Regions from separate parts of the Mus musculus genome. Here regions 2, 3, 4, 5, 6 and 7 are each linked to region 1. Evidence: chromatin contacts called from public HiChIP or PLAC-seq and promoter capture Hi-C data. All regions are on one chromosome and are shown on one strand. The core of a region is the stretch at or near the end of the contact, and the rest is flanking DNA. Distances in the headings are between cores, read along the strand shown. Region 1 holds the start of Ndufa10 (NADH:ubiquinone oxidoreductase subunit A10). Region 2 overlaps Mlph (melanophilin). Region 3 holds the start of Rab17 (RAB17, member RAS oncogene family). Region 4 holds the start of Mlph (melanophilin). Region 5 holds the start of Lrrfip1 (leucine rich repeat (in FLII) interacting protein 1). Region 6 holds the start of Ube2f (ubiquitin-conjugating enzyme E2F (putative)). Region 7 holds the start of Dtymk (deoxythymidylate kinase).

Region 1 (2,700 bases), core at 120-2,619:
GTGTTCTTTTATTTTAAATGAATATTGAATTTTGTCAAATGCTTTCCCTGAACCAAGCAATCTGATCACACATAATTATTTTGGTTAGTTTGTTTTTTATATCAGTTGATTTTAGGATGACATCCCATTGCTTGTGGTGCACCACTCATTTCATGTGTTGCTGGATTCAATTTGCTGAGATACTGATATATGGAGGTCTTACATTTTTGTACTGTCTTTGACAGTTATGGCAGCATAACATGCGATAGTAAGCATTATCGCTTCTGTTTTCTGGAGGAGACTGTACATATTTAGTATCATATATTTATGTATAAAGTAAAATTCTTCAGTAAAACATACGTGCTTGGGAAATTTCTCTTTTGGGGTTGAGTGATTTTTGAATTACACTGGAGGGGAGTAGGGAAATGAGATAATGATCAGGATTCAAAAGAAATGAGGAGAGGTTTCCCCTTCCCGTATTCAATGTACTGTAAGGATACAGGACTTTCTAGAAATCCAGAAATGCGGGGGAGGTTTTGTGTTAACTACATGGAAAGTGGTCCAAACCCAACCCAGAACTCCTCATTGTCTTGGGGATCCTCTCCCTATCAGCACTTTCCTGGCTTCTGCGCACTGCACTCTTCCACCTCAGAGGCTCTTGGAGCTGAAGAGCTTTCCAGGAGGTGACTATAAAGTCGGCAGCTGTGGAAATGAGGCAGGGTGATCTGCACTGGAGATATATGGTGGTGCCAGGTCTGTGGCCACCTCAGCTCTTAGCACTACAAAAGCTCAGAACTGCTAGGTCGTGAATTGGTTGCCCCCACAGGGCTCAAGCTGATGACAGGTCCTTCTCTCAGAAACCTAGGCAGGGAGAATGTGACGCCCCTAGAACTCAGATGGGGAATGGACTCTCTCCTCAGCGACCAGAAGGGCGGGGAGCGGATCCTCCCTACAGAACTCAAACAGAAAGTGGGTCTACGTTTGGGCGTGGAGCAGGGAGACAGCACAGATTCTGGGGAGCGAGAGGATTCACCCCACAGAACACCTGGGAGTGGGGGGTCACACTTTTGTCACACAACTCAAGCATCTGCGAGAACCCGAGCTCAAAGCTGGGAGCCTCAAGGCCCAGGCAGGACTTCTAGCCCTTTGCCACTTTCATACTATAACTTGTCTAGGATCTAGGCGCGCTCCTCGCCCAAACAATCTAAGCTCAAGCAACTAGAGCGTCGACAAGCCTAAGCTCCGCCCCTTCCCTCTGGCCCCGCCCCGTCCCAGTTCCGGAATATTTTCTTTTTTCGACAGGCGCCGCGAACACTCAGTGGTGACGTCATGGCAGCGCGCCGCGGACGAGCTAGGACCCCGTCGCGTTCATGTCCCTCTGGTCCTTGAGCCGGCGCAGACGGCGAAGTCATGGCCTTGAGGTTGCTGAGACTCGTCCCGGCGTCGGCTCCCGCGCGCGGCCTCGCGGCCGGAGCCCAGCGCGTGGTGAGCGGCGGGTGGCTCTCCTTGCTTGGATCTCGGCCTGTCGGCTCCGAGCCCTGACGCTCCGGCGGCGTCTGTCAGACCCGTGAGCCGCGAGCTCCTGAGGCCTCCGCTCACAGCACCGGTGCAGCGGGACTCACTTTCCCGGCTGCATACGGAGAGCCGAGATGCCGGAGCTCCGGAGCCTGGGCCCGCATGCTCATCGGTTCAGAAACTGCTTTGTGGAACGCCTTGTAGACTCTGGGGTGACGTGATGTGGAGCAGCAACAGAGATTTGGGGTAGATTGGGGAGGATTAGGACCTTTTAGGGTGCATGCAGAATAATGGGTGACAGTAGGTGCTTAGGGGACCGTGGCTGGAAACAGGACACGTCTTATGACGGCATCATAACTTCTTTGCTTTATAGTAGCTAGAACTACATAGGTGGTAAATCGGAAAGGGGTTGACAGTCATGCTAAGGATTTTTATTTTGAACAGGAGTGATCTGTGTGTGAAAGAGGTATAGATGTGAACCAGAGAGAGACGAGGTGTGTGTGAATGTGAGCCTGGATCGGCACTGTCAGCCTAAGCCCCACTATGAATTAGCACTGTCAGCTTAAGCCTATTAGGATCGCAGTGGAGCACAGCAGCAAGAGCACAGAGCATATTCACAATCCACTCTTGACCTTGACCCTCAGAGACCACACTCCTTCCCCTGTATCTTCACATCACCCTCTTCAGTGAAGTCGTTTCATATATTCACATGTCGGAAGTTCAGTCACACCCCGTTCCACCCTAAGCTTTTCATGCATTGAGTTCATTCTTTATGCTGTGAAGTTTTATTGTTTTGCACAATGAGCAATATTATATTTTGGACTTTACAATACACACAGAGTAGTTCACAGCCCTAAAAAAAAAAAAATCTATTGTCCTTAATATTCATTTATTTCCCACCCTGTCAACTCCTGACAGCCACTGTGCTTTTGATGATTTTTGTCATTTTGCCTATGCTAGACTCGTGTAATCAGTCACACATATTACCTGACACAGTGCTTTCTTTTTTTACATAGACTTTGACAGTTACACTTAGAATTTATTTGTGGGGCTGCACAGCTGTTAAGAGTACTTGTTTCTCTTTTAACACACACACACACACACACACACACACACGTACACAATCTAGACAATATTTCTTAAGCCAGATGTTGTGGTGCACACCTTTAATCCCAACATGAGACAGGCAGATCTATGAATTCTCGG
Region 2 (2,700 bases), core at 38-2,537, 1.5 Mb after region 1:
GCAGAACTTTGCTGACAGAGGATAGAGAAGGCTGCAGCATGTGGTGACTCAGTGGTACCTCGGTCGGTCCGTGGCCAGTCTTCTTAAGTTCAGATCAAGGGTGGCAGACTGCGTGGGAACCCATCTCTTTGCCTTAGATGAGGTTTTTGAAGGACCCAGAATAGCTATTTGCTTTGGTCAGGGTGGGGGGAGTCCAAGAAAGCCCACATACATATTTCAGGTGGGCTTTGGACATGAGACAGCTGCCATTTCTTGGATGCCTGAAGCCACTCTCCAACATGATGTACTTAGGCCACAGAACCTGTAAGTGGCGTTATGACTTGAAATGAAGTTGGATCATGGAGGGCTGGAAAGGAACTACCGAGAACGATGTGACCACTAGCGACTGGCTGCTGCTCATCTGTCCTGGGCTATGCTTAACTTAGGGATGGGGAAGAGGAGTGACAGTCAGGAATTTCTTCAGTGAGGAAGTGCAGGCTGGGGATGCTGGTCCAGTTTCAGTACCCGTGATGTCTCCACCTGGCTGAGGATTCCTCTCATCTACCCATAAATGACCACATTGTATTACCTTGTTATTGTGCACGGATGGCTTTATGCGGATGGCCTATGCAGGAGACCTCACCTGCCCATCCTTGGAGCACTGTGCACTAACCATCTGCAAGATCTCTGAGACTCTTCTCTTGAAGCCATACTTGGGACTTCAGCCTCCCTTAATGGAAGGCTGTGGCCTCATCTCACTTAGCCCAGGGGATTACCTGGGCTGAGGGTGGCAGAACCGTATTCTCCAGGTGGACTAGCAGGTGCTCCACAGCTGACATTCGCTTGTTCAACTCCAAGATCTGCGGCAGAGGAAGAAGAGCAGTGGTCTGGTTATAGTGGAGGGTCTCACGGTAACCCCCACCAGCACAGTGTCTTCCTCCTCTGAAGTCCAGCTAAGGCCATTACCTATGACAGAGCCCTGAAGGTTAACTGTAAACAACCTCTTTCTGACACCAAGGGTACTGGAAGCAAGAGGGAAGGTCAGTGGGGGTGGGGTGGGGTGGGGGTGGGGTGGGAAAAACATGTAGGAAAGGTGAGACACACCCAGCCAGACTAAGTGGCAGAAAGCACTGACTGTGGCTGTCACCGGGTGGCTCCAGGTCACTTAATGCACAGGAAGATGTGCATTAAGCAGGACACGGTGACCAAAGTCATTAGGTAGCAGAAGCCCTGGGTCACTTGTGACCCAGAGCACAACTTTCTAATCCTTTGAGTCACCAGACTCTTGAGTCACCCAGTCTATTAGCTCCCAGACAGAGGCAGGAAAATCGATTCCTCTTCGCTAGGCCTCCTCGCAGGCAGCCTCTCTGTCTTACATTATCTCATTTACCGCTTGCCCGGCCTTATGAGAGGGAAATGACACTTACAGGGGCGGGAAGCTGCCATTGTTGGTGGGTAATTACCACAGCACTGAGAACTTGGAGTGAAGGAAGACGGGCACACTGGAAATGTCAACATGGGTGTCTTTGAGCCCTCTGCCTATGCTTGCCCTCTGTGGACAGCCGTGACTTGGGGGTCATACGACCTGGCCCATTTGTTGTAGGTGGTGGTAACACTGATCGATATTCTCAGTAGGTTGCTCAGCATGTGGCTTGGTCTATTCACCCGTGAGGTAGAGGTGGGGGCTCAGAGAGAGGAAAAGCCATTGCCTACCCAGTGCCGATACTGTCATTGTGAGCCCCACATGGAGTGAACAAGAAGGGAAGCCACTAAGGAGGCTGGCTAGCTGGGCCGAAGAGGAAGGCAGAGGCTGGGAGGGACCAGCAAAATAATAGACGGGGCTGTTGGCTTAGGGTTCGGCGTGGCTTTCTGATGAGGCCCTGGCTGCAGCTAGGGAGAAGTGAGGCCCACCAGGCCAGTAAGACACACAAGGAACACAGTCAACTCCAGCATCTGTCTGGTGTCTGGAGCCTGGAGCCTCTGGTACTTTGCAGACAAGTTCACAGCACAAAGGGTCTCCTGAGGGGCCACAGTTTCAAGGAGGGCTGGAGTCCCCCATGTTTCCAAGATGGAGGCAAACTCAGGAGGGAGCTAAGGAACCTCATTTCCCCTGTGGAAAATAAAAGACCTGGGCATGGCAGGGCTACTGTGTCCCTAGACTTGAGAGGCTGAGGCAGGAGGATGGCAAGCTTCAGACCAGACTGAGCTAAACAGAGAGAGCTTGTCTCATACATCCAAGGGCTCAGCTTTCAAAAGCTCACCCTACATGTGTGACTCAGAGGCCCTGGGTGGGATTTTCCCCAGACTCTCCCTTCAGAATTTCTCTATCCATTTCATATGTATGTAAACCATCATGGCAGGTTAATTAAGTCCTGTCTAGGCTCCAAACTCTGGATCCATTCTTTTCCAATACAAGTGTCACCATCCCCTGCAGGAGTCAGCAGAGTGTGACCCAAACCTTGTTTGAACATGGAAATCTCTCTGTCTCTGTCTCTGTCTCTCTTAATTGATTCATTAGTTAATTAGTTAAATTTTTTGGAACTCTCTTTTGTCTTAAAAACAGAGCACATGAGGTTCTTCTCTGGCTAAAACATACAGATTGCATGGCTGTCTCTTGGGGGCTCTGCTTTCAATCTTGGTGAGTGTATAATCAGAATTCACCATCACTCTGTGTATGATCACAGAAGAACCAGGTGGGTGCTATAGTTTTACTTCTTAGAG
Region 3 (2,700 bases), core at 164-2,663, 1.5 Mb after region 1:
TGTCAGAACCAGTGTTTCCAGCCTTCTGATGTGGACTAGACACCAACAGTTCTCCAGAAACCAACTAGTTTTGCAACACCCCCCAATTCCCCTGAGACTGCAGAGGTCCCCAGCCTCATGAACTGAGCAAATACTGGGTTGTTTGCCCCTCTAGAGGGAGACAGTTACAGTGGGATTGTATCTCACTGGTGAGGCAGCCAGCCTCACAGACCAAACGGCTTCTAGAGTCTCACTCTTTCAGTGGGATTCAGCGTTTGTTACTGTTTTTATGTAAGTTGACTTAATACATTCGGCACATATAAAGCTCTTTCCATTGCTCCTTGTGCATGTGTTGCAAGGGCAGGTCCAGCCACCCACAAGTCTGTCTTCAGGGTACTGAATCGAGATTAGAGTTTAAATAGAGGGCCAAGGATAAGCACCTCTATTCTGATCAGTCTCAGACAACGTGTGGTCCCGCCCACCACGGATCCGTCATTATAACAACATGAGAACTTCAGTCTCATTGTAAGGTAGTCCGACAAGCTGTTAGAAATGCATGCAATCTCTTCCCAGGCAGTGTACTCCCCAGTACAAGATTGCTAGGAGAATGCCCACTCCTTTGGGCTCGCTGTTTCAACAGTCTGATGTTCAACAGTCGAACTGAGCTACCTGTTACCCTGCAGCTCTGAGACTTGACCTCTCCTTACAGCTCCCGAGCTGTTGTCTGTCTGTCCATGGGGTTAATAACTCTTTATAAACCCCTTTGATAACCCCCCCCCCCCGCAACAACCCATCTCAGTGTCCCCTTGAACTCCGGAGACCTTTGTACCAGTACCATTTCCAGTGTAAACCGAAAAGGCCACGCCCACACATCTCTACCCACTACAAGGAGGATAGAAGCGGTGCTGGGTGCCACACCTTGGATGCCAATCTAGGCACAGGGAATCAGGGTCCTGTTCAGAAACAGAATGAGGTTCTTGGTCTTCAAGGCTGTGGGGGCACCCAGACGTGTGGACAGGGTGTGCGTCCTGGAGGACAGGGTGACAAGAAGAAGGCCAGTGGCCTCTGCAGAGAAACAGGTTCTTCAGGGTGCATTGGAAAGCCTCTTGGGAATCCACGACAGCTGCCCCCTCCCCCACTTAAACGGTGCTGAGTTCCCCATTGGGAACACAAGCTGGTAATCCAGGTGAGTTGTGAGCACAGAGAGAACACGCGATTGCCTGGGACTTGTGGCTGAGCACAGGAGAACTGATTTCCATCTTTCTTCAGCCTAGAGTTTCTCCTTCTGGGGATCCTCCAGCCCTGCCCAGGCAATTACCTGCTCCAAGGCACACCCATCCCAGGCTCTGGCCCCGGCCCTGCCCATCTGGCATGCGGCCTCAAACTGGAGATGTTTACATAAATTAAGAAGTGAGCTCGCTCGCTCCTGTAACAGAAGAGCTGTTCTCTAAGTCTGTGATGCTTTCTGGTACAGGTGAGACCTGGAAAGGGCTGAAATTCAGGGCTGCAGCTCGGTGAGGAGGCAGAGAGCCACCAAGTGTGACTTCTAGCTTACTCTGACCCAGCTGATCACATGATCATGTGGGGACTTTGCACCGGAGTTTACAGGAAGAGTCCTGCCGGCTGGGGCCTTGGTGGGAGCAGGGGGCCTGCTCACTTCATTTGCTCGGCTGCTGGTAGTCAGTGTGCACTGCTCTGCCCACCCCGCCCCTGGCAGGACCCTGACGAGTCATACAGCACCCAGGGGAAGCACAGCCAGGGGAAGAGAGGGGTGCCTGCGGCCCTGTGGGATGGTGGTCTGTAGCACTCTTCTAAAGTGAACAGGTGAGTCCTTTTTAGATTGTGTTGTGCTGCGTGTGTGTGTGTGTGTGTGTGTGTGTGTGTGTGTGTGTGTGTGCTGTGAGCATGTGTGAGTGTGTGTGTATGTGTGTGTGTGTGTATGTGTGTGTGTGCTGTGAGCATGTGTGTGTGTGTGTGTGTCTGCTGTGAGTGTGTGTGCATACAGATGTGTGTCCCTGTGTTCTCAGGACCTGAATCAGAGGCGAATCTGAAACAGTAGACGCCTTGAGTTTGTTCAGCACCTATAGTGTTCTTGTTTGGGTCACATTGAATTTTCCTTGCAGAAAGTTCCAGTTAAGGGTTTTGAACATAAAAGGCGAGTGTGAGTGAGTGGGTGCCTTGTAAGGAAGCCTTTTCAGATGGCTGCAGAGGCTCCAGCAATAGCAGAGAGCTTGGCAGACTCTTCCAAAAACTCTCTTCTGCAGCTTGCTGTCAAATGCCATGTTGTTCTGAAGTTCGGTGTCTGGAATGGACAGCTTGGAGGATCTGGGTGAAGAGGAAGGGGTGCAGCTTCCTGGGGTTTCCTCCTTCCCTGAATGTGTTTTCTTAGGTGGAAGAGAGGCAGGCTTGTGACTGCTGAAGAAGGACCCAGTCAGGATGGGAAGAGACTCCCAATTGCAACCACTGCCTTCAGAAAGATCCAAATTCTAGAAGAGGGGGCAGGTACCACATCTCCAACTTTCCCTCCAAGTCGAGGCTTCTGCCTGGCTGCTATTGGAAACTTGCAACACACAGTCACTCAGAAAGCAACACGAGCACATCTGCCGTGGTCTTATCTATTACAGAGAAAAATAATTAATAGCAGGAAAAAAATTCAGTGATAGGGGAATGAACTATCAAAGCGAGATAATTGTAGAAATCTGACGCAGGCACGTGGACACT
Region 4 (2,700 bases), core at 142-2,641, 1.6 Mb after region 1:
GGAAGGGAACGGTATCATTAGCCTACAGGCTCTGGTGTCCTCTTTACCCTTTCCTTACCTCCCCCCTCTCCCAGTTCCCCCTCCTTGACCTCCCCCTCCCCCAGTGTCCCTCTCCAACCTCCCTCCTCCTCTAGTTCTCAGCAGCTTTTCAGAGTCACTAATGCATCAGGATGACCCACCAGCTTCTCATGCTTGTGCCTGGACCAGGTTCCAAGTCCTGTGAGGCACCTGCCCTGGTACCCACTTTGGAGATGGGGCACTGATGCTGGGTGAGATGGAAGAACTCACCTCCCCACCTTGCCTGGTGATGCTCTAAGAAGTGACACCTTGGAGACCTGGGCCCGGAGGGGTGATGCTCGTGGCCAGGAAAGCTGTTGCTGTGTCTTACTAAGGCCTTGTAATCAGTTGGGAGATGGGTGTGTGTTAAATGACACACATCTGGGCCAGGGAGCCATCAGGCTCAGGGGTTCACCAACTTCAATGCCCAGCTACCCCTGGTCTTTAGCCCATCCCTTTTCCTGAGACTTGTGCCCTGGGTATCTAGGGGAGTCTTGTACCCTGGTTATTACTCAAAGCCCTCAGAAGGAAACAAGAGCAATCCTTGTGGCATAGAAACAGAACAGACAACAGCACCAACTCATTTCCGATGAAAGCAAAGAACTGTGTTTTTAGTTCAGGTCAGTAGGACATAGGTGTGTGCTCTGTGAAATCTTCCTGCATCTGTGAGACTCAGCTCTCTCCCAGGCTTGGACACAGTGGGGTGACACTCGAGGTGTTAACACATTTCCTCTCACATCTTCATAATAAGAAGGAGGGCCTAGAGGACCTATGGTCCAACAACAACAACAACAACAACAACAACAACAACAACAACATGATTCCACTAAGTCCGGAGGAGGGCAGGTGCCTCCTTCATGCACCTATCTGCTTTCTTCTTGCTCCCAGAAGACAGCCAAGAGGAAGCCAAGAGGGCAGCCAAGAGGAAGTTTCTGTACAAATAGCCTCTCACCCTGGGCTCCGGTCCAAGTCTCCCGAAGGCACCAGCTTTTAGCTCAAAGGAAGCTTTTAATTAAAACCAACTGTTTAGCCCCAAATGGGCTCCCCAAGGATTTCGCCCATTGTGTTTAAGGCATCCAGAAGAAGCCCAGAGTTCAGAAGTAAGGTGTCGCTGCACCCTCCCTGAGCCAGATTCCCTCTTCTGGGAGTTCTGCAAGCCCCAGGTCCTTGGTGCACTCACCAGCCTCTCTCCTGGGAATGCCCAGCCTGTAGCTCTGGCTCGGTGGGTCCTGGCCTCTGCTCCTTTCTCTTAGCTCCTGAGAGAGAAACCCCAGGCACCGAGCGAGGCCAGTGTCAGGGTGCACTGAGCTAGACAGAGCTGTGTGCGGGGATCCAGGCAGCTGTGGCGCCGGTCCTGCCCAACTTGCGGCTCAGATCACGTGGGCTACTCCTGACCCGCCCAGCTCCGGGATCGACGTGCACCCCAGGGTGCCTGGACAGGCCAAGAGCAGAGCGGACTCCAGTGGCCCTCCTGGGAGGCGCTGAAGTGGGTATGGAGGACAGAGGCACCTTGTCCCCAAGCCGGTTGAGAGCAGAACACGCGTTGGAGTTGTGCGCTCATTTCCACCACTGGGTTCTGGTCCCCCATAGGAGGGATCTGCTGGCAAACCGCATCCTCTGAGAACACGGCACCTCCGCAAATATCCATTTTAACTCTTTACTTAGCTTCACAGACAGGGAAACTGAGGAAAAGCGCCCTACCCAAAGTCACCAACTTCTTAGTGAGACTGTGAGCCCAGGTTTCCAGCTGGAGTCGCTGTCCCCCAGGCCCTCAGATGGACTCACAAGCGGCCCCCCCCCCCCAGTCCGGCCAAGGCCTTGACTATTGAAAACAGTCCAGTAGGTCTGTGGTCTGAGAAGCTCCACCCAGAGATCTGCCCTGGATGTTGAAAGAACATAACCTCCCCCCATGCCGCAGCATAAGAGCACCCTGACCCCTTCCCTATGGCTATATTAAAAAACCAACCAAACAAAAATTCACTTAGCCAAGTGTGTGCTAGTTCACACCCAAAATCCCAACACTTGGGAGGCTGAAGCAGGAGGATTGCTGAAAGTTTCAGACCAACCTGTTTTAGTATTGAGTTCCAGCCAGGCCAGCCTGAGCTACAGAGAGAGGCCTCTACTCTTTGAGGACAACTTTTACAACTCAGTGCTGGCATCTGCAACATAGAGACAGGGCCGTAAACAATAACTAGCTCCAGGGTGGACAGATGTGATAGTAGCATTTATTCCCTGTCAGCAGGAGAGGAAAGGGAACCTTAGAAGACATGCTTTGGGTCATCTGCAGATGTGTGTGTGTGCGCGCGCGCGCGTGCGCGCGTGTGTGTGTGTGTGTGTGTGTGTGTGTGTGTGTGTGTGTGACTGAATATGTGATTGTGTGTGTGCATATGACTGAGTATGTGACTCTCTCTGTGTGTGCATATGACTATGTGATTCTCTGTGTATGTGTGCATGACTGAGTGTGTGAGTCTCTCTGTGTGTGCATATGACTGTGTATGTGATTGTGTGTGTGTGTGTGTGTGTGCATATGACTGTGTATGTGATTATGTGTGTGTGTGTGTGTGTGTGTGTGCATATGACTGAGTATGTGACTCTCTCTGTGTGTGCATATAACTATGTGATTCTCTGTGTATGTGTGCATGA
Region 5 (2,700 bases), core at 106-2,605, 1.4 Mb after region 1:
CTTGGAGGAAGCTCCCCCAGTCAGAGCAGCCTTGCCTCGACTACTCTTCCTTAAAGACCAACTAACTACAGGATTAACTCCTACCTGGAGAATGAGTGGCTGAGGCTCAGTTTTTATCAAGGTCTCACAAAAGCCTGCTAAAATGGGAACCTTGGGTCTCCCCCTCTCTCTGGTATCAACTCCATAAAATACATGGTTTCACAGAGTACAATTTACTTTGAAATATTCCCACTAATAAGCAACCACAGCCATGGATAAGGCGCGCGGGGGTGGGGGGGGTGGGTGGGTGATGCAGGCTTGTAAGCCCGATAGTGGAAGGGTTGAGACATGAGAATCCTGAGAGCAAGGCTAGTTTGGGTTATGGATCCTGCCTGAACTCCCAGACCCCAAAACTATAAACTACACAGGCTGTAACAACCAAAAATCCCCCAACTCCCCGGTGCCCAATTTTCAATCACCGTCGTCCTCATCCACTGTCCCTACGTAAGTTCGGGAAGTAAAATATGCGTAAGCACCTTGCCCAGACACAAGTGGCTTCTGGCACCCGCCGAAGTGGATCTGGGGCCCTGGATCCTAGAGGAAGGTGTTCCTGAGGTCAAGAACCTGTAAACCCTCCAAGCCACTCATGGCAAGGTGGTGCGGCTGGATGAGGACCCAGGTGCTGTACTCGGTAAAACACCAAACCAGCAGTTCCCTGTGAAACTCTACACCACCCTCAGATCTCAGACCTCGGTTGGGTCCTGGCCAGAGCCAGCCAGCTGGGCAAAGCCTGCCTAAAGACCATCACTAGGGGTGGAGGGAGAGCCCACTCTCCTTTTCGTCCTTGAGAGGAACATTGGAGCATAAAATGTACTTTTCAGAGCTCCGCCTACGGACACCTTACACTCAGCCAACCACCTGATGGTAGGCAGGAGCTGCCCTATATCAGGATTTTCGAGTGGCCCAAGCCCACTCGCCTCTACTCCAGCAGCACCACGGTAGCTGAAGGGGCCACTGTCCTTGACCTTAGAACCAACTGAGGGACCCAGGCGGCGGTTGCTGGCAGGCACAGGTCTGAATCATGTCTCCCTCTTACCAGTCTTTGCGCCTCTGGACTCAGACAGTCGATTTCCTTGTTTTGCGCGCCCTCTGGGCTGGTCATGTTGCCGAAGTGAAGTGCAGACCAACTTCCCACCCAAGAGTTCGCGCGGAAGACCCGCTCCCTAGTCCACAGGCAGAGGGTTCTCAGTGAGGCCACATTCTGGGATCCAGGAAAGCCGTCCAGGCAGAAGTAGAACTTTCAACGATCCCCTGGGCGCACACGCTCGGACGCCCAACTCCGAGGTTCCCTAGCTGGGGTGCGGCCGGCGGGGCGGGGCGCAGGTGGCTCCCGGCCGGGGGCGGGGGTGGCAAGAGAGGAGCCGGGGGCATACTCCGCCCCAGCCCCGCCCAGCCTCTCCCCACGCCCCACCCACCCTATGCCCGCCTCTCCTTCCTTCCCAGCCCCTTTCCCGCGCTCTTTCCAGGGGGTTGTACCCCTTCCTCTATGGTTCCACCCAGCCTGTGTCCATCTGCTTCCAACTTTCCTTCCTCGCAGCCACATTCTGCCACTTTAGTCGTCGGCTTCGCCCACGATGGCACTCTCAGCCAAAGCACTCCTACCATGAGGTCCACTCGGGCCCGCCTACCCGGGACCCCAGCTCCTCCTCCGTAGCCCCACCCACGCTCCTCCTCTTGCACCGCCTCAGAGCCTCCGGAACCGCCTCCCTCCCCTCCAGACCGCTCCTGGCCAGCAAGCTGCTGTGCCATCAATCACCACCCAGTCCCTGCGGCAGACACCGGAAAGACTGAGGGAAAGACCCTGGGGACCCCACCCTTGGCCACGCCCTGGCCGTCCCCAGCTGAGTCAGCGCGGGAGACCAGCCCAGGCCTAGGGAGGCGCGCCTTCGGTTAGGACACGCGTGGCTTTAGCTGGAACCACACCGCATGAGCCTCTGCCAGAGCGCAGCTGCGCCCGTCACTACTGTCTTCCGAGCCGGCACGGCTTTGGGGACCACAAAGCTACCGCCCATGACCACGCTGGACAGGAGCGAGAATCAAGCGGAGGTGACAGCCGCGATCCGATAGGGAGCGTCGAGGAACTAGTATCCACGCTGGACAGTGACCCGACTCGCAGCACGCGCCTTCCACGTCCACTGGGCAGGAGCACCCCTGATTTAAACTTAAAGCCAAGCGGGCAAGCAACCAGAAGGTTCCAGTGTTGTGCGCTATGGACAGGAGCACATGGCCTGGGTGACCTGTTTTCTCCACCCTAGAAGAGCCTTCTTCGGGCTCAAAAGGAAAATCAGAGGGCCCCCTGCCTTGTTTCTCTGTACTGGAGACTCCAGAAAGATCTAGAGAAGCCAGTCACATCTGAGCCCGGCTGACACGCTTTTTTGGTAACAAGGAACCAGTGTGCGCTGGCTTATGCACATGTGGGGCAGCAGCATTCTGGTACTAAGTCTCTGGGTAGTGCTTCGAAGGACTGGGTAGACCAGAGAGTAGACACAGAAAGACGAGTTCTAGGGGGCAGGATGGCCTGGACCAAAGGGATGAAGGGGACCTAGTTTGAGGAGTACTATGCAGGCCGAAAGAAAATGGGTACCAAGCTTTGGTGAAGTGTTTCAGATGAGGAAAACTTCCTGGGAAGGAGAAGACCTGCTCCCAGCAGTTGGTTTCAGC
Region 6 (2,700 bases), core at 88-2,587, 1.2 Mb after region 1:
TTGCTCGAAAATCACACTGTGACTAAGGCAGTATTTTGGGAACCGATCAGCTATTCTGAACAGCATGCTCAGTTTCCAACTCCACAAGTTGTATTTGGCCCAGTTAGTTCCTCCTCTGGGTGGGACCAACTTTTAGGGCATCCAAAGAGGACTGCAACTTGTTATTTACCAGTCTCATCAAGTCATGTTTATTCAGCATTCCTATGTGCTGTGCTGAAATCAGGCTGGTGTGACCTATGCAGGGCCAGTTGGCTCACAGTGAGGCTAACTCCTCACTGACAGCTCCAATCTAAGCCATTTAAGAGAACTAGGGGCCACTAGGGCCGTTTAACCTTCCAAGCTGAAAGAAACAGATCGGGACTTAAACCGTACAGCATGAGTGTCCAAGGGTATCTAACCTGCCAGGCTTACTGACTGACCACTTCTGGAGCTCATCTTTGATTTTGGGTACTGAATATCAAGTTAATTTTGTCCAGGTACTCCTGTTAATTCTGTTCCTGAAGCTCCCCACAATCACTATCCTTAATTTCCTATGACTCTGCCTACTGCCCAGCTCCCCACATTCGGCCCAAACAGCTAGGAAGCCTCGGCACCAGGCCCAGCCACCTCACTGTTTTTCAACACCACCCTGCTCATTTCTGGAACCTTCGGTTCAATCTGATAACCAGGTCTTGGGATGCCCTCTTTCCCTTCACCGCCAAGCCCGACTAGGTTCTTAAGGAGAGCAGATTTTTACCCACAGGCCAAGAGCCCCTCCGGGAAGCCTTCCCCAGCAACTCCAACCCACCGGCAGCGCCGAGGAGTGGGTCCAATGCCCACCGGAGACGGAGGAAACTGAGCCGGCCGAGGAGAAGGCCACACCCCGGGTGACACGCCGCGGAACCGGGTCAGGGACCGAACCGGGCCAGGCGGGCCGGCCGCCCCTCCTCCCCGCCGTCGCCGTGGCGGGCCGCGTCCACCTCCCGCTTCCCTTCAGGGGCAGCGGCCTCCCCGCCGCGGCCTCGGCCTCGGCCTCCCGGACGGCCCGAGCTCCGCACCGTGACCTTGCGGGCGGCGGCACGGGGTCCGCCTCGGCCCGGCCCTCTAGAGCCGCCGGGGCTCGCTGCCCGCCCAGCGCTTCCCGTCAGCCGCCGACCTCGCGGTCCGGCCTGGCGCTCGGCGACAGGAGCCTCGGCCTCAGTCCAGCCCGCGCGACCAGCTTACCTGAGCACCGCGAGTCAGGCGAGGCGAGCCGGCACCCAAAACCATGCCCGGCGGAGCAGCGGCACTGAGTCGCGCTGGCCTTCACAGCCGCACCGGCTCCCGGCGGCGAGACCGGAAGTGGCGGGGCGGGGACTGCGCCGTGACCGCAGTGGGCACTTTAAAAAAAAAATTCAAAGCTACAAAAGAACTTTATTGGCAGCTCCACTCGTGGACAGTCACAGGACATACACAGGTCAACTAGTCGGCCCTCGTTCATTGGTGAAGAGCACGGCCTGAGGGTGGGCCATGTGTCAAGACCTTTGCTGATTGGTCACCGAAGCGCAAGCATCCCCGACCGCCTAGCGGCCTTCCGGTTTGTTTCCATTCATTTAGCGGCTTGCTTCCCTAGGAATATCGTACTAGTGCAGTGCCTGCTGGTGGAGCTAAGTTCCTGTGCCCGGCACCATTCCTGAACGCAAAGAATCCGACCGGTTTGCAGCTGCGTTAAGGCCATGGGATAGTTAGAGGTGGCTGCTGGGTGTGAGGACACTCTTCCTGCTCCTTATTTTTTTAATTTCTCATATTCCTATATGCACTTTTAAAAATCTACTTCAGGCCGGGAGTTCCGGCGCATACCTCAGTCCCGGCGCTCAGAGACAAGAGGAAGGCCTGGTCTACATAGTGAATTCCAGGACAGCCAGAGATATGTAGAGAGACCCTACCTCCTGAGGCCTTGGGGTTCCATGTGCAGCATCCTACTTGCAGCTCGTGTGGTATGCATTCTCAGTCCCTGTGGGACTGGAGATAGCCTACTTTGGGAGAGAATTCGGCAAGACTCCTAGAGAGGTAGGGCCTTGGAAAGAGGATATTTTCTGTGGAAAAGAACAAGGAGCGTCAGGTTTCCAGTGATTTTCTTAGCAATTCTGGGGAATGAATCTCAGGAGGTCTCACATGCAAAGCACTACCTTTGAGCTACCCGCCCCCTCCCCCCGCCTCCCCCCCCCCCCCGTCTCCCCCCTCCCCCCACACCCTAGACCCTAAGATTTCTTTTGAAATGAGGCACTTGGGTTCAGGGAGTAAAGCGTTTGTCAGCATGAGGACCTGTTTCCAAACTCGGGAAGATGTGAGGCAGAGGAGTCCTCAGATTAGGACCAAGTACCCTGACTTCCATTGAGGGGAAGAGATCCCCCGCAGAGCTGGGTTGCACATAGGAGTTGGAGGCCAGCCTAGATAACATAGAGTTCCAAACAAGCCAAGGTTACTCAATGAGATCCTGTAAACACAAACAAACAAAAAAGTGGAAGAAAGTTATCCTTTGACCACCCCATGTGGCACATGGCTACACACGCTCAAGCTTCCATCAGATACACACTCCTGCACAGATAGAAAGGGTAAAAGGCAGCCAGGCCTAGTGGTACACGGCTTTAATTCTAGCATTTGGGGAAGCAGAGGCAGACCTGCCAGACTGGTCTACATAGTGAATTCCTGGGCAACCTGAGCTACATAGTGAGATCCTGT
Region 7 (2,700 bases), core at 75-2,574, 1.3 Mb before region 1:
TTGTAACCAATAAACGTTTTAGAGTCTCTGTAGTATTGCTTTGCTAACATGCCATGTAGTTGCATTTTACAGTACACAGTCTTTTCAGACTGGCTGCATTTATCATTATACAGTTCAGGTTCCTCCATGTCCTAGTAAGTAACTGATAATTCACTTTTTACTTCAAAATTATTTCACTGTGTAATTACCAGTTTATCAGTTTGCGTGTTGGAGGACATCTTAGCTGCTTCCATATTTAGGCAAATGTGGCTAGAGCTGATACAATCATTTGTGTGCAGACATAGTTTCCAACCCATTTGGGTAAATATTGACTTCATGTTAAAAGTAGAGTGCTTTCTTGAGAAACAGCCAAGCTATCTTCCACACCGTTTTTGCCTTCTCCTCTGCACTGACAGTCTCCTTCGCTCCACGTCCTCACCAGCATGATGAAGGGTTAGAATTGTAGATTTGGGCTATTCTCGAAGAGGTGAAATTATCTTAATTCATGATTCCTAACAATATGTTTGTGTTGCACATTTTTACATATGTGTCTGGCATCTGTGTCACTTCTTTGGGTGTTAGTTCAAATGTTTGCATAAACCTTGATCTACCTCCCAAATGTTGGGTTTATAGGCTATGTCACTCACTATATCCAATTTATTCTGTGCTGGGTATGGAATCTTTGTTCATTAGGCAAAACATAACCCAGCCCAGCCTTTGACTGCGGATCCTTTTTTCTCTTCCTCTAGAGTACTGTTGTTTGGGTTTTTGAGCCTGGGTCTCACAATGTATCCCTGGCTGGCCTGAAACTATGTAAGTGGCCTCAGACTCACAGAGATTTGCCCGCCTCCTGCTCATGTATTTTCCCTGACTTTATTTTGTCTGTAAAAACACTGCTAGGGGGAAAGGAATTTAAAAGGGGGGGGGGTGGTTTCAATTCTGCCCACGCTGCAAATAAACCCATTTCCTTCCACCAACTTACACTAAAACGACAAGGAAAATTCCTGAGCGGTTCGAAAATGCTGCAGAAAGTACATCTTGGGGGTCGATGTTCCTATCCTTAACTCCTTTCAGAGCCTGATCATCACATGGCTCCTGTACGCGCGCAGGTGTGTGTGTGATAAGAAACTTTTAGAACCCTTCAGTAGCGCGCTTAGGGGCATAAAAATTTGATTCCGTTACAGGTCTCGAACTTCCACGTGACCAGAGCCTGCGCAACCACAGTCCTTAAGATTGGTGCTCTTCGGGAGCGGCGAACGGAAGTTCCGCGAGTTGGCGCTCGCTAAACTGCAGACTCCCGGGCCTAGATTACGTCACGTCCGGAAGCTGTTCCCCGCAGGCCACAGAATTCGTTTTCCAACCGGAAGAGGGCAGGGCTTCCGTGCACGCCGGGCTTCTGCTGCATCTAACATTGGCGGGAACCTGGCAAGTTGACCGGTGCTGTGCGGGCGATGGCGTCGCGTCGGGGAGCGCTCATCGTGCTGGAGGGTGTGGACCGTGCTGGCAAGACCACGCAGGGCCTCAAGCTGGTGACCGCGCTGTGCGCCTCGGGCCACAGAGCGGAGCTGCTGCGTTTCCCCGGTGCGCGGGTGGGCCTGGAGAATTCCCTCACTCTCTCTTTGGGTTGTAGTCTTAGTATCTTTAAAAGCTTTTAGAACATCTATTTATTTATTATTGTGCATGCGTGTGCTGGCTAGTCTATGTCAGTTTGACTCAAGCTACCTCAATTGAGAAAACTGGCCCCACCAGATTGGCCAGCAGACAAGCCTGGAAGACATTTTCTTCATTGGTCATTGATTTGGGAGGGCCCGGCTGGTGGAGATGGCTTAGTTAATAAAATACAGGCTGAAATGAGAGCCTGGGTTTAGTTTCCCAGGTTAAAAAAAAAAAAAACCTAGTACGGTTGCTTATCCAACCGCTGGAGAGGTGAGACGGACTCGTTCCTGGGACTTGTGAGCCAGCCAGTTCAGCCAAAACTGAGCTTCAGGTAGAAGCTCCTCTCTGAAAACACAAGGTGGAAAAGTACTGAAAAGGGAACATAAGGTTGACTTTTGGCCTTGCGCCCTGTACACTGGACACCAACCCCTGATCCTACAAATTAAGTAGGTTGGGAATTGGAACAACCACTTTGCAGGATATTTTAATTTTCAAACCAACCAGTCAAAAGTCTTACAAGTACTTTTGAAATCAAGACTTGCACGTACATTACTTCCTTTTCTCGGGGAGACTTCTTTGGCTTCAGAGATGGTCCAAAGCTGTCTGGAGGTTGAAAGTTAGGTGTAGGTGCAAGGAGAGAACTTAAGTGCAAACCCCTGTAGACTTCAGGTGAAGAGTCTGACTTCAGTCGAGTGTATCTTTGTCTTTCTAGAAAGATCAACGGAAATCGGCAAGCTTCTGAATTCCTACTTGGAAAAGAAAACGGAACTAGAGGATCACTCCGTGCACCTGCTCTTCTCTGCAAACCGCTGGGAACAAGTGTAAAGACCTGCGTCGTTGCTCCCCGGTTGTAACATGCACACTTTTGTGTGTGGCAAGGGTGCGAGCACCTGTGTGTGGCATGTGTGCAAACACCCGCACGTCGAGACCAGAGGCCAGCTTGGGAGGTTTCCTCTACCCTACCATTCGACGCCGTATTTGAGATAAAAAAATCGACGTATTTGAGATAAAAAATCGTCGTATTTGAGATAAAAAATCGCCGTATTTGAGATAAAACATCGTCGT

What was found. Promoter capture Hi-C pulls out the DNA fragments that hold promoters and counts their contacts. HiChIP or PLAC-seq counts read pairs in DNA pulled down with a chosen protein or histone mark.
Region 2: a FOXA1 HiChIP or PLAC-seq map of pancreatic cancer cells shows a contact between it and region 1. The contact joins the enhancer-like site here to the promoter of Ndufa10 in region 1. A contact is called at or near these places in 3 of 39 promoter capture datasets (the HPC-7 cell line and liver), 1 of 115 datasets of contacts at active chromatin or transcription factors (pancreatic cancer cells) and 1 of 9 other capture datasets (liver).
Region 3: a contact with region 1 is called in a promoter capture Hi-C map of pre-B cells, with 4 times the contacts expected there. The contact joins the promoter of Rab17 here to the promoter of Ndufa10 in region 1. A contact is called at or near these places in 3 of 39 promoter capture datasets (embryonic stem cells, liver and pre-B cells).
Region 4: a contact with region 1 is called in a promoter capture Hi-C map of liver, with 3 times the contacts expected there. The contact joins the promoter of Mlph here to the promoter of Ndufa10 in region 1. A contact is called at or near these places in 3 of 39 promoter capture datasets (the HPC-7 cell line and liver).
Region 5: a promoter capture Hi-C map of pre-B cells shows a contact between it and region 1, with 6 times the contacts expected there. The contact joins the promoter of Lrrfip1 here to the promoter of Ndufa10 in region 1. A contact is called at or near these places in 1 of 39 promoter capture datasets (pre-B cells) and 1 of 484 Hi-C or Micro-C datasets (B cells).
Region 6: a promoter capture Hi-C map of pre-B cells shows a contact between it and region 1, with 4 times the contacts expected there. The contact joins the promoter of Ube2f here to the promoter of Ndufa10 in region 1. A contact is called at or near these places in 5 of 39 promoter capture datasets (hippocampal neurons, liver, neutrophils and 1 more), 1 of 484 Hi-C or Micro-C datasets (CD4 T cells), 2 of 115 datasets of contacts at active chromatin or transcription factors (microglia and thymic regulatory T cells) and 2 of 9 other capture datasets (adipose tissue and liver).
Region 7: a promoter capture Hi-C map of pre-B cells shows a contact between it and region 1, with 4 times the contacts expected there. The contact joins the promoter of Dtymk here to the promoter of Ndufa10 in region 1. A contact is called at or near these places in 1 of 39 promoter capture datasets (pre-B cells) and 2 of 115 datasets of contacts at active chromatin or transcription factors (regulatory T cell precursor and thymic regulatory T cells).

What each region holds. Positions count from the first base shown.
Region 1 is chr1:92,472,427-92,475,126 of GRCm38.p6, reverse strand. It overlaps Ndufa10 (NADH:ubiquinone oxidoreductase subunit A10), which reads left to right and starts at 1,369. Exons shown (of 10, transcript NM_024197.1): 1 at 1,369-1,464. The coding sequence starts at 1,390.
Region 2 is chr1:90,935,793-90,938,492 of GRCm38.p6, reverse strand. Mlph (melanophilin) reads right to left here. Exons shown (of 16, transcript NM_053015.3): 9 at 756-839. Among named protein-coding and RNA genes, the nearest start is that of Prlh, 16 kb to the left of the region's middle. Within about 2 kb of position 1,287, at least 7 of the 459 cell types and tissues checked have an H3K27ac peak or open chromatin away from gene starts, as enhancers often do. A contact at or near this core is called in pancreatic cancer cells, where this site is marked.
Region 3 is chr1:90,968,333-90,971,032 of GRCm38.p6, reverse strand. Rab17 (RAB17, member RAS oncogene family) reads left to right here and starts at 1,413. Exons shown (of 6, transcript NM_008998.4): 1 at 1,413-1,803.
Region 4 is chr1:90,913,791-90,916,490 of GRCm38.p6, reverse strand. It overlaps Mlph (melanophilin), which reads right to left and starts at 1,391. Exons shown (of 16, transcript NM_053015.3): 1 at 1,238-1,391.
Region 5 is chr1:91,052,099-91,054,798 of GRCm38.p6, reverse strand. Lrrfip1 (leucine rich repeat (in FLII) interacting protein 1) reads right to left here and starts at 1,355. Exons shown (of 25, transcript NM_001310732.1): 1 at 1,076-1,355. The coding sequence starts at 1,141.
Region 6 is chr1:91,248,941-91,251,640 of GRCm38.p6, reverse strand. It overlaps Ube2f (ubiquitin-conjugating enzyme E2F (putative)), which reads right to left and starts at 1,337. Exons shown (of 10, transcript NM_026454.4): 1 at 1,204-1,337.
Region 7 is chr1:93,800,558-93,803,257 of GRCm38.p6, reverse strand. It overlaps Dtymk (deoxythymidylate kinase), which reads left to right and starts at 1,324. Exons shown (of 5, transcript NM_001105667.1): 1 at 1,324-1,560; 2 at 2,348-2,456. The coding sequence starts at 1,431.